2 separate regions of the Anser cygnoides genome follow, and region 2 is linked to region 1. A link is a contact called in public Hi-C data. All regions are on one chromosome and are shown on one strand. The core of a region is the stretch at or near the end of the contact, and the rest is flanking DNA. Distances in the headings are between cores, read along the strand shown.

Region 1 (5,813 bases), core at 2,662-5,161:
CCCTCCCGTTCCTCACCGGCCATAGCGGCCCGGCCCGGCCCGGCCCTTCCTGCTGCTGCCGAGCGCGGCGGGGCCGCCCCGGGGCCGGGCAGCGCCGCCCGCCCCGTTCCGCCCCCGGGCGGCCCTGACAGCCCTCTGTGTGTGTGTGTGACAGCCGTGTACCAGCCGTGTGACAGTCGTGTGCAAGGACAGCCCGCCTTCCTGCGGTGCAGCCGCGAGGGGTGAGCCCAGCCCGGGGGCCCTTATCCCCGTCCCAGGAGACCCTCGGCTCCCCTCGGTGGCAGAGAAACTCGCAGCGAAGCATCTGATTAGTTCGGATGTGTTTGCTTCCGAGGAAGGAAGTGCAAGGAACTCTGTGTACTTTAAAAGCTCCCATCAGCATAAAATTTCATAAACGTTTAATTACCCAGCAGGTATGGAGGCAAAATGATATTCCCAGATATAAATGCTGCGGAGAAGCAAGGCTGAACCTTAGGTTTGTGAATTGTGATTAAGGAATATATTACTACTGTTTTTTGTTTTGTTTTGTTTTGTTTTTTAACTGTGAAATCTGGTATTTTTGTAACGGAAAAATTTGTTGTCTCCTATGGCAAAGATACAGCATGATTTATAATTATGACTCACATTGAAAACATGGCACCCAGCTAACACACTGCTGCCCCGCACAGCCCCGGGCATCTTCAGGAACCGACTTAAGGAGACACTTTTCACTAAAACAACTTGGTTCTGTTACACAGCAAGTTCCCAAGCACAACAGCATACCCTTGCACTGGAAACAAAACCTTTGCGTGGATGGCCACAGAGACAACAAAAATAGCTGAAGGGTTAGCCCATAAGAAGTTGTGTGTCCGTGCCTAATGGGTGAGGAAGTTATACCAGTGTACTGGGATTAGTTAGAAGACAGATGATAAAACATACAGCCCTTGCTTTTGGTGATGCAGTGTCTTGGGAGCAGACATCTGAACATTTAGATGGGACCCAGGAAGAATCCAGATCTTTCCTGCATTGCTCGTCCACAGCCTGCTGGTCCCTTGCCTCTTCCAGAAGTGCTTGGCTGCATGCTCTACGGAAAGTCTGGGTTTATATACGTATACATAGTTTTACATGACTCCCAGACTGACTGGAAGCTGTATTTGGTGCGTGTGTCACCAGCAGCTTTTAACTTGCTGGGTGAAGTATAAAAACGAGGCCAGTGCAGTGCATGGGCCTGCAGATCCCAGCTGCGACCGCGGCAGGGTCAGGAGAGCTGCACTCACACGGTGCTGGCTGCGAGCAGGGGTCAGCCCTGAGCCCGTAACAGTGCTGGGTTCTTCCCGTTGGAGACCTCTGTGGGTTCAGATCGCAGCTCCTTCAGTGAGGTTTTGGCCCAGCTCTGCCACCGAGCTTGCAGCGCTGAAGCCTGACGCCAGGCCTGCACAGACCTACAGGGCAGGCAGGGGCTGCGAAAGGAACCGGGGAGGACTTTCCTCACAGCCGGCTGCACATCCCTGCATGAGACAGCTCAGCTAAGCCTAGGCCTGGCCATGGAGGGGCAGAGGTGGAGTAAACCCGAGCCTTTGCTGGAAGTTTGCGAGTGCTGCCACTTGGCGGTGTCCGGGAGGAAGGGCCATACCCGGCACCAGCCCTGAGAAGCTGCGTGGGGATGGATACCGGGCTGTTCCCAGCAGGGTCAGACACAGTCCTCAAGTCTTCCTCCAGACCTCTGAGCTCTGCAGTATTCTCGCCTTTGCTCTCAGCGCCTGGCCTTCCCTGCCAGGTTGGCATTTCCACCCTGGTGGAGCACTCCGGGGGAGAGGCTCCCACCGGGCGTCACATCCAACACCCACACCCCTGAGCCTCGTCTCACCCAGCATTACATCCAACACCCACACCCCTGAGCCTCGTCTCACCCAGCATTACATCCAACACCCACACCCCTGAGCCTCGTCTCACCCAGCATTACATCCAACACCCGCACCTCTGAGCCTTGTCTCACCTAGCATCATATCCAACACCTGCACCCTCCGAGCCTCGTCTCCGTGAGGCTAACACAGGACATCCCCCAGCCCAGCAACCCTGAGCTTTTGCAAGCCAGCCTGTTATAACCACCTTAATTAACAAATGAGATACCCAAGACCCCACATGTACTCCTGAAAATGTCTTGGTCTATATCTCCATACTGCAAATTGAAGCAGCTTCCTTATCTATAAAAAATGTAATAATATAGGAGAAAAAAAATAAAAATAAAAATAAAATAAAAATAAAAATAAAAAACACCTCCTTGGAATAGTTTTAGTATTACAAAATAATGTGACACGGTTATGGTGCCTGCCCTTGGGAAGATGAATAGAGTATAAGCATCCTGAGTTTATTCCGTTCACCCTCAGAAATCCAGATTTTCTGAACAGCATGAAAACAGGTTTTTAACTTATTATTATTGCACACAGAGACCTTGATCATACCCATATCAAAGTCATTTGTGGCAACCTGTTGTAGTAATAGAAACAGGCACCTTGTGGAAAGGAAATTGTCATTTTTATAGCTCCTCTCATCGTATTTTTAAGAGAATTTCATCTGTATATTAGAATATTACAGCAATAGATGTTGCTGAGCACTGAGAAGCAGTGGCATATGGCATGCTGAAAGTTTGCTTTTATGACTGTGTTATACAGCTGTGAGTTCACTGCAGTTTGTGCTCTTCTCAAAAATGACCCTGGAGTCACTACCAGCAACTAAACCACAGACCTGAAAACCTGGTAGCCTTACTGTGACACAGACTGAAACCTCTGACACAAATGATATTTAGCAGACAGTGTTTCTGAGCGCTGTGGAATGGAAGTGCAAAGCAACCGCTCAGGAGTGCCGCAGCATACACTGACACATTGCCTGAAGATATTTTTGTCCCGCAGGCTCAGATAATGATGCAAGCATCAAGGGTTAAAAAAAGCTTCTCCTCATGCCCGTGGCACGTCTGCCTTCTGTAACTTTACTGCCACGAAGGTTGCTTCGCGAAGGCAGGTACGGGAGGCAGCCAGCAGGGTGCTGGTGGGGGACACAGGTGCTGGAGGGGGACACGGCCATGTCCCCCACACACACACAACCCGTGCTGGGGCCTGGCCTTGGCAGGATCCAGCCACCGAGTCCCCTCCCACAGCCAGGCCCATGACATTCAAAGAGCACAGCCAGAAATGGAGCACAGCTTTCAGGACCAGCAGCTGGGACAAGCTGGGCACAAAGGGCTAAATGAAACCCTTGTGCTCTGTGAGGCAAATTGTGCTTTATTTTCAAAATGTTCACAGGCAGAGCAGCCCTGGGCCAGGCCCTCTCTCCCTGCTGCCGGCCAAGCTGGACCGCGGGGCTGGTCTGGCTTCTCAACCTCTGGGATTTCTCTCAGGCTTTCCCCCCCAGCCTAGCAGCCAGCTGAAGCAACCTGACCGAGTTTCATTTCCCAGCTCGTACAAGGGCAGCAGATGCATTTCCTGGGTAGCTGATCTCCAACGCAATTGCTGCTTCCCCCTGCACACCGCCTGATTTCTTTATTTATCAAGTTACTTCATTTACTAAGCCTTTCCCTTGCCATGGCGGCGTCAGCATGCCGCGCTTCCTCATTCTATCCGTTAACTGTTAAATCACAACGTGACTCCCCACTTTCCCCCAGCTGAACAGGACCAGAGCCCTCCAGGGACGAACGAAACCCGGGTCTCAACCTAGTCTCACCCTGCGTTCGAGGAGGAGACGTGCTGGGACTGCCTGAGCCCCCCTCACTTACATGTCCTGTAGAGCATGGTCCGGGCGGCGGTGGGGCTGCTCCCCCCGCTTGTGGTGGTGGTTTTTTTCTTTTTTTTTTTTTTTTTTCCTCCAGGCTCCAGACGCCAGGGCGGAAGCTCCACCACAGAGCTTCGCTCCCCAGTGGCCCAGCCTCGGGGGGGGGGGGGGGGGGGGGCCGGGCAGGTTTCGCTTCTGGCGGCTGTGACAGCAGGGAGCCACCCACTGTGTCCTTGGGAATGTTGGCAGCGTTGGCAGAACGCAAAGGTTGTGCAGACAGCACAAAAACGGAGCACCCCTTGCTCCTGGCACACCGTAGAGGTCGGCATGTAGAATAAGCCCTCATATATCGGCCGTAACTCACGTCGGAAGCACTACAGACGGTGCTGTGGGGTTGTACGTGGGGTGACAAAGAGCTTCACATACGTGTTCAAAACCACGCGGCTCGATATCTGATCCCTTTTAAAAAAAAAAAAAATTATATAAAGGAGTAAAATACTCGACCCATTATGTGTTTTTTGTTTGTTTGTTTTTCTGAAAACCCCTAAACATTGAAATTCTGTGAAGGCAGGAAGCAAATAAAGCCAACTGAGCATCCTCCCCTTAACATAGGTGCATAAATAAACAGTTGGCAGAGCTGGTAAGCTGAGATTCAGCCCAGCTCCAGGAGAGAACAAAGCCACCGTATGTGTAGCATCCTCACAGGGAAATGACCACCCTGCTAGCCCCAGTGCCTCACCTGACCGCCACTGTCCAGGAAGGACAAAAAGGACGTTGTGCAGCCAGCGCGCAGCCCACGGGCTTTATGAATTCAAGGCCAGCATCTGGGTGTGGATTTGAAGCTATTGCAGACTCCAGCTCATAGATGCAACATACCTCCTGTGGGAAACACTACTGTTAGCATTTCCATACAACCCTGACCTTGAAACACACGGACAGTCTGAACACACGCGTGCTTAAGTATAGCACCAGGAATCCAGGGAACAAGCTGCTTCAATTCTACTTTACACCAGATGAAGTTTCATTCCCTTGCTTGCTGCTCTGCCAGAGGAGTTTCACATTTCCATCATTGCATTTGCATTAGCACCAGCTACCAGGAATGGAGACTGGCTTTTGAAATGTCTTGTCGTGCAGAGAGCTGGAAACTGTACAGCGTTTCCATCAGTTAATATCTTCTGGTTGCAGTGACAATAGACATGGCTAGTTGTTGTGGAATGGTTATACAAGAGCCTTTCAATACCAACGCTGTAAATCAGCCTTCTTCATAACAGTCCTTAAAAAAAATAAACAGTAAAAAAGATCCCCTCCTCCTGTTACTGAAGGAAGAAACAAACGAGGCTCCTTGTATCGCTTTTAGGGGAACATGATTTGGTGAGAATTTGCACAGAGTCATCTCAGAAGCTACCAGCTGGCATGGTGACAGGTTTTCTGCTTGGTCCTTCCACGCAGAAGATTCAATTACATCTACCATTCAATTAGTTATTAAGAAGTTGTGCTGCATGACATTTAAAACCAAAATGTAAAAACTAAAATAGTTGCACAAGCCATTTAAATCTGACAATAAGTTATAGCTGATTCATTTAGTTACTCGGGCATCACTGCTGACTGGGAGGTTTGGGAAGCAGATGGTTGGAGATCTGGGCCATCAGCCACCTCTGTCCTGCCCTTACTGCAGGGTGTGCTGCGGCCAGAGGGCAGCCCGCCAGCCCTGCCAGCCCCGCTCTGCGGTGTCGGCCACCTCCTGCAGGCTTCATGCCCCAGCAGTGTCACAGTCCTGTCTCTTCTCCAGATCCAGGACTTCTCAGGTGCATGGAAACTTTGAACAATACTAGGCCATAACAAAAAACTAGATTCATGGCAGCAGAGCATGCAGAGGAAAACAGCACCTTAAATACTTCCCAAGGGGCAGGTGCCCAAGTGAAAGCTGGCCTCTCCAAAAATCCTTGTGGAAAGCTCCATGAAAGCAATGTTCATTCTGCAGTAGGCACTCCGATATCCATCCCAAGCTTCCTTGCTCTGGCCACATCAAAATGTATTCTTCCCCCTTTTTCAGACATATTGGACATTTC
Region 2 (5,551 bases), core at 903-3,402, 200 kb after region 1:
ACAATTCTGTTAAATTGTAGAGCCATTTTCCTTTGTGCTAAAATTCCCTAAAGCTCGCACGGGAACCAAGGTAGAATGTATCCCTTTAACACAGTTTAACCACTCTTAATGCTTGGAATGGAAAATGTGACTTAGGTACTGAGGTTTAAAAAACAGCTACGATGTATGTATGCAGCCAATTTTCTAAACATGAATCTCGTAAGTTTTTTTAGGCTTTTTTGTTGCATGAGAATGTAGAGCTTACAAGAGACAGCCAGCTAAATGCAACAGACCATTATGGCTCAGAGGTTTCCAATTTGCAACTAGAAGTGGTTTACATTATAACTACTAACAGCTCCAAAAGGTATTTAAAAAGGACAGAGTGGAGAAAAAACTTGGCATTTCACGAGTGCCTAAATATGGATTGGCAGGAAACAAATTTGATCTGTGCCGTTAATAATAGCCTTACCAAAATAAGTGTTTAACAGAACTGGTTTTATGTGGTTTTAGAAGACCTAAAAATATATTTGCACAGCTCAGGACTGTAGTTACACAAACGTGCAGTCCCCGGGCATTGTCAGCCGCCGAGGGACGAGGCTCTGGGGGGCCTGCCGCCAGCCGCCCACCCCCGGGGCACCCCAAAAAAAGGGGACGGAGCCCAGCGGCGGCGCTCCCGGCCCGGGCTGGAGCCTGGGGGCCTCCCGCCAGGGTCTCACCCCGCTGAGAAGGGGTTTGAGCTGGGAACAGGCGTGCTGCTGGAGAAGGAGGAGGGAAAAAAAAAAAAAGAGAGGGAGAAGGGGAAAGAAAGAAGTTCCACGCCGCCCCGCCGGCCTGGGCAGCCCGAGCCCCGCCGAGGACTCAGCGGGCGGGCGCGGAGCGGAGCCCGCACGGAGCTCCCCCGCGGGGGGCCCGGCCCGGCTCCGCTCGGCTCGGCCCGGGGTCGCAGCCTTACCCTCCGGCTCCATCTGCTCCCACCGCCGCCGCGCTCCGGCGCTCCCCGAGCCGCTGCGAGTCGGGCCGGGCTGCGCGGTTACAAAGGCGGCCGCCGGGCGAGGGGGGTGGGTTTCCTCTCCCTCCCACTGCAGCTGCATCGCGCCATGAGGCGCCGCCAGCGGGACGAGGCGCCCCCGAAGGCGGCGGAGGCGGGAGGGGCTCCCGCCGCCCGCCTCGGCACAGCACGGTACGGCCCGGCCCAGGCGGGGAGGGGATCGCCCAGCCGGCCTAGCGCTTCGTGCATGCAGGCCGCGGCGGGGCGGTGAAGCCCCCCCCTCACGCCTCCCCGTCCCCCGCCCCGTCCCTCGCGGCCCGGCCGGCGGCGGCTGAGGGGAAGGGAGCGCCCCGGGGCCGGGGGACGGCGCTGCCGAGCTCTGGTCTCCTCAGAGGAGCGCGGTGGCCGCCTCCCGGAGGCTCGGCTGCCGCCCGGGAGCGCGGGCTGCCCCGCTTGATGGGTTGTATCCATCTTGAAGCGGCCCAGGGCAAAGCCCTGCCGCCGAGTTGTTTGGAATGAGTCATAGGATCACGGAATCATTAAGGTTGGAAAAGACCTCCAAGATCATCTGGTCCAAACATCCCCCTACCACCAATGTCACCCACCAAACCATGTCCCTAAGTACCACATCCAACCTTTCCTTGAACACCCTCAGGGACAGGGACGCCACCACCTCCCTGGGCAACCCGTCCCAATGCCTGACTGCTCTTTCTGAGAAGAAATGTCTCCTCATTTCCAACCTGAGCCTCCCCTGGCGCAACTTGAGACCATTCCCTCTACTCCTATCACTGGGTATCTGCAAGAAGAGGCCGACCCCCAGCTCCCGACAGCTTCCTTTCAGGGAGGTGTAGAGAGCAATAAGGTCTCCCTGAGCCTCCTCCAGACTAAACCCCAATCCCCTCAGCCACTCCTCAGCTTCACAAGGCTCCCAGCTCCCACACCAGCTGTTGCCATCAGTGCCAAAAGCTCCTCGTGCAGCTGCTGAGGGCAGCTATTGGGCACGTGGCAGGACCAAGCTGACAGCATTTGTCCTAGGGCCATGGATGGCTCCCCAAACTGCTGCCCTTTCCCTTATGTCCTGGGTGGAAAGCAAAGGGAATATGAGCCATGTTGTGCAGTCCCCTCAGACAACCAAATGCTGCTCACCTCCCAGAAAGCCACACCAAACCATAAGATGTTTCAGAGCTTCTTGAAAAGGCAGACCAGGACTGACTCACTGCTCTGTGCCTTTGTCAGGGAGAAGAATGTGCCAGGAACCGAAGGGTGATGCTGTCCTTCACAGGCAACGGGGCATTAATGCTGTGCTGATGAAGCATCGCTCATGTGGTCAGAGTGGCCTTTCTGCAGGGGGTGTACTACAGCCACGCTAAAACCCTGTCTTCAGATGAGGTACATGTTTAAAGGACAGCTTTCTAAGAGGTAAGATCTTCAACCACTCATTGCAAGGACTGAATAATACCAAGCAAAACAACCAATTTAAGCTTAAAAACGCATATCAAAAAATCTATCTGCAAAAGAACAAAAATGAGAAAACTGTCTTCCCAAAGGCATTTACCCGTAGGAAAAAAAATGCAAAACAGTAAATTCAGAAATTAACTATATTAGGCTTTAGTCTATTTTTTATTCCCCAATAATCAATCTTTGCTCCTTATCTTTTCCCTGAAACAACTACCTAGCGAAGATGTAGGCCCCATCATGGAAATATGGTTTTGAGTAACTTTAATATTGTGGTGGAGCAGAAGAACATTATTGTAATGAAATTCATAAAATGGATTTCTTTGGACTAATTATTCCCAAATAAAAATACTAGCTGTTCTAGAGTAAATCCATGAATGAAGTCCAATTAAACCAGACTAAGGAGGCCTGTAGGAGATTTATCAGTAAGGAGCCAGCCTGGATTTCATGATGTTTCTTTTGAAATCACATCTGTAACATTCAAGACCAGCCTCAAAGCATTAATATATGAATTTAACATACAACCACCCCTTTCAGAGATTAAACTCCTTCCTGTACATGAAATTAGTCATGTCCTTTAGGACAACGAGACAGATCCTCTCTGAAGTACTTTCATCAGAGCAGATCACAGCTTACCAGTTACTGTTACATGGTTATCAGATAGGACTGATGCTCAGCAGCAAAAACAGGCTTAAAAATTGTTGGAAATTATCCGGGTTCTTTGCTCTAAACAAAATGAAGTCCTTACTATAATGCATAAAGCTAAGACAAATAAGTGTTTATTTTAGGCATATATTTAGGTATAGCACCATTACAGCAAATAACCATCATTCTTTAATAAAATGATTGTTTTATTTCCGTCTGCTTCTTGCACCATCCTATCCAACATTTTGGTTTCATTGTTTCCTTCAGACAATTAGAGCATTTTTCATTGTAGGTACTCTCAACTTTTATGGTCTGGGCACGGGCAGTATTTAATTTGCATCTCTGACCAGAACCTGTTGAATTCAATTAGTAATTCTGGAGGGAGTTTACAATTTAAGTAAACATTAAGTCGTGGCCATTACTTTTGGCCAACCAGGATTGTAACAAAGGGCCAGTGTAAGTTTCTTTAAATCTAAGAATAGGCTATTTCTTCAACCAAGGTAAGTAATTTGGAGTCAGAGAGCAATTTCAGTAGATAAGCAACAAATAAAAGAAGTACTCTTTTTTTCAACTCTGCTGAGGATTTGAAGGAATAAAAGCTACTGAGAAGATAGGCTGAAAAAGCAAAACTGCTACAGAATTAGTTTTGTAACAGGAAGGGATACTTCCTCTAAATATTGTGTAGTTGCTTTATTTTTCCCCCTGAATTGAGAGGAATTCAGTCATTTAAAAGTGTGGGGAACAAAACCTGGGATTGTGCTTTGGGGCACGGTTTGAGTAAAAGCACAGCACTCAACTTTTTGCTGAGTTGCAAGCTGTAGATCCATATCCAGCTATGCTAAGCCCTTTCCTCCTAGCATGACTATCAGAGGCACCCTAGCTATTTCCCTTTGGTCTCTCATGAAGGAAGTCATAATAGAAACAAGTCCCTCTTGTCAACATTTCTGCCATTTCTGCTGTTCTCAGGCTAAATCTCAAAGAAGTCAAAGCCTCTATTAAATAGAACAGAAACTGATTAGCAATCTTCTGTATTGAACTGGATCTTGCTGAGCACCATAAGGTCTTAGTTTTATTAAATCTTATTTGCAAATGCAAATTGCACTTTGTACCCAGTACAATATACTTCTTCCTCTTAGCTTTGAAGCATTGGGCAATAACCATTGAATATCGCCTTTATCATGGGATACCTTCTATTGTTTTCAAACCCTTAATGTCTAGTGCAAAAGGGTCAATAAATGCAACACAAGCAGTTAGTAAAGTTCATGCAAATACTCATTTTTTCCTCCCTTCAAAAAGAAAAAAGCTGACTATCATAATGAATTAAAATTCTTTTACAAGAGGAATGCTTTCAACACAAATTAATTCTCCCTGATGGTAGGCTTTGGTGTTAAATAAGGATTACCATTGCATGTCCAGGAAAGATAAATGTTGCGGGTAAAAATAACCTCTCATACATGTAGTAAGACATTGAACACAAAGAAGCTAAGGCGTTGCAAATAGATGGTTTTATCTGACATGCTTTTCATATAAGAGATTCATGCTGTGTTCTCTTCCGGCTGATGTAATCCTTAGGGTGACCCTCATGTGCTTTTGCCATCATATGACACTATTGAATATACAAAGTTCCTTTGTGTAGAGTCCTTATTTATAACTCTCAGAATTTTGATCAGAGCTTTTTTTTTGCCCTTTTTTTTTTTTTTTTGCTTTTTTTTGAAAGGACTACTTTTCATTTGAAGATGAAGATTTGGAGATTGCATAAATACTCAAAAGATATGTTACATTACTCTCCTCATGAATCTGAAACTGAGCCCTTTCAATTACAGAGAAAGGAGTACTGCTTTATTTCTCATTCACAATGAGATAAAACCAGCAATTGCAATAAAAATGTAAAATTTATGGCAGCAATGAAAACAATCCTGCTGCTTTCACTTTAAATCTACAAAAAAGCAAGGGAAAAAAAAGATTCATCAAAGGTAGCTTTCAAGGGAAAATATTTTTCAGATGAAACCCCACTGAGGTAGGGTGGTTTTTTTGTGTGTGTTTTTTTTTCTTTCTTAATGATACCTTAGGCATAAACAAGTTTATTCCATATCCACCAACACCAGTTACCAGAGCAGCTAGGAATCCAGAGGGAGAAAATAAAAATAAAATAAAAAAAAAAAAGAACAGAGCAATAGAGAGAAAAAATATGGAACTGAATGTAAGAGTAAAGTAGTCCTCCACTCAGGACACAAGTCTTGTGGCAGCTTCTATGCTCCAGCATGAAATTTCTATTGCAGAGTGGAATACTCAGTACTAAATTCCTCCTTCATACAGGACTTGAACATAAATATATACTGGGGACTGTATTCCTTAACACTGAGGCATTTCAAATCCTGAACTTTCTAATCTCAGCGGTATTCTTTATATTACCAGTCTGACAGTTTTTTCATATAAATCGATTCAGATCTTCTTAAGGTAATATGCATCAAAGTTATTTGGATG

Evidence for each region. Hi-C and Micro-C count contacts between places; a contact is called where the count stands out from the background.
Region 2: a Hi-C map of liver shows a contact between it and region 1, with 2.1 times the contacts expected there. The contact joins the promoter of FGD3 here to the promoter of CARD19 in region 1. A contact is called at or near these places in 2 of 7 Hi-C or Micro-C datasets (granulosa cells and liver).

What each region holds. Positions count from the first base shown.
Region 1 is chr10:22,913,118-22,918,930 of Taihu_goose_T2T_genome, forward strand. CARD19 (caspase recruitment domain family member 19) reads right to left here and starts at 3,912. Exons shown (of 5, transcript XM_048061407.2): 1 at 3,749-3,912. The coding sequence starts at 3,764.
Region 2 is chr10:23,111,562-23,117,112 of Taihu_goose_T2T_genome, forward strand. It overlaps FGD3 (FYVE, RhoGEF and PH domain containing 3), which reads right to left and starts at 2,153. Exons shown (of 19, transcript XM_048061399.2): 1 at 2,114-2,153. The coding sequence starts at 2,138.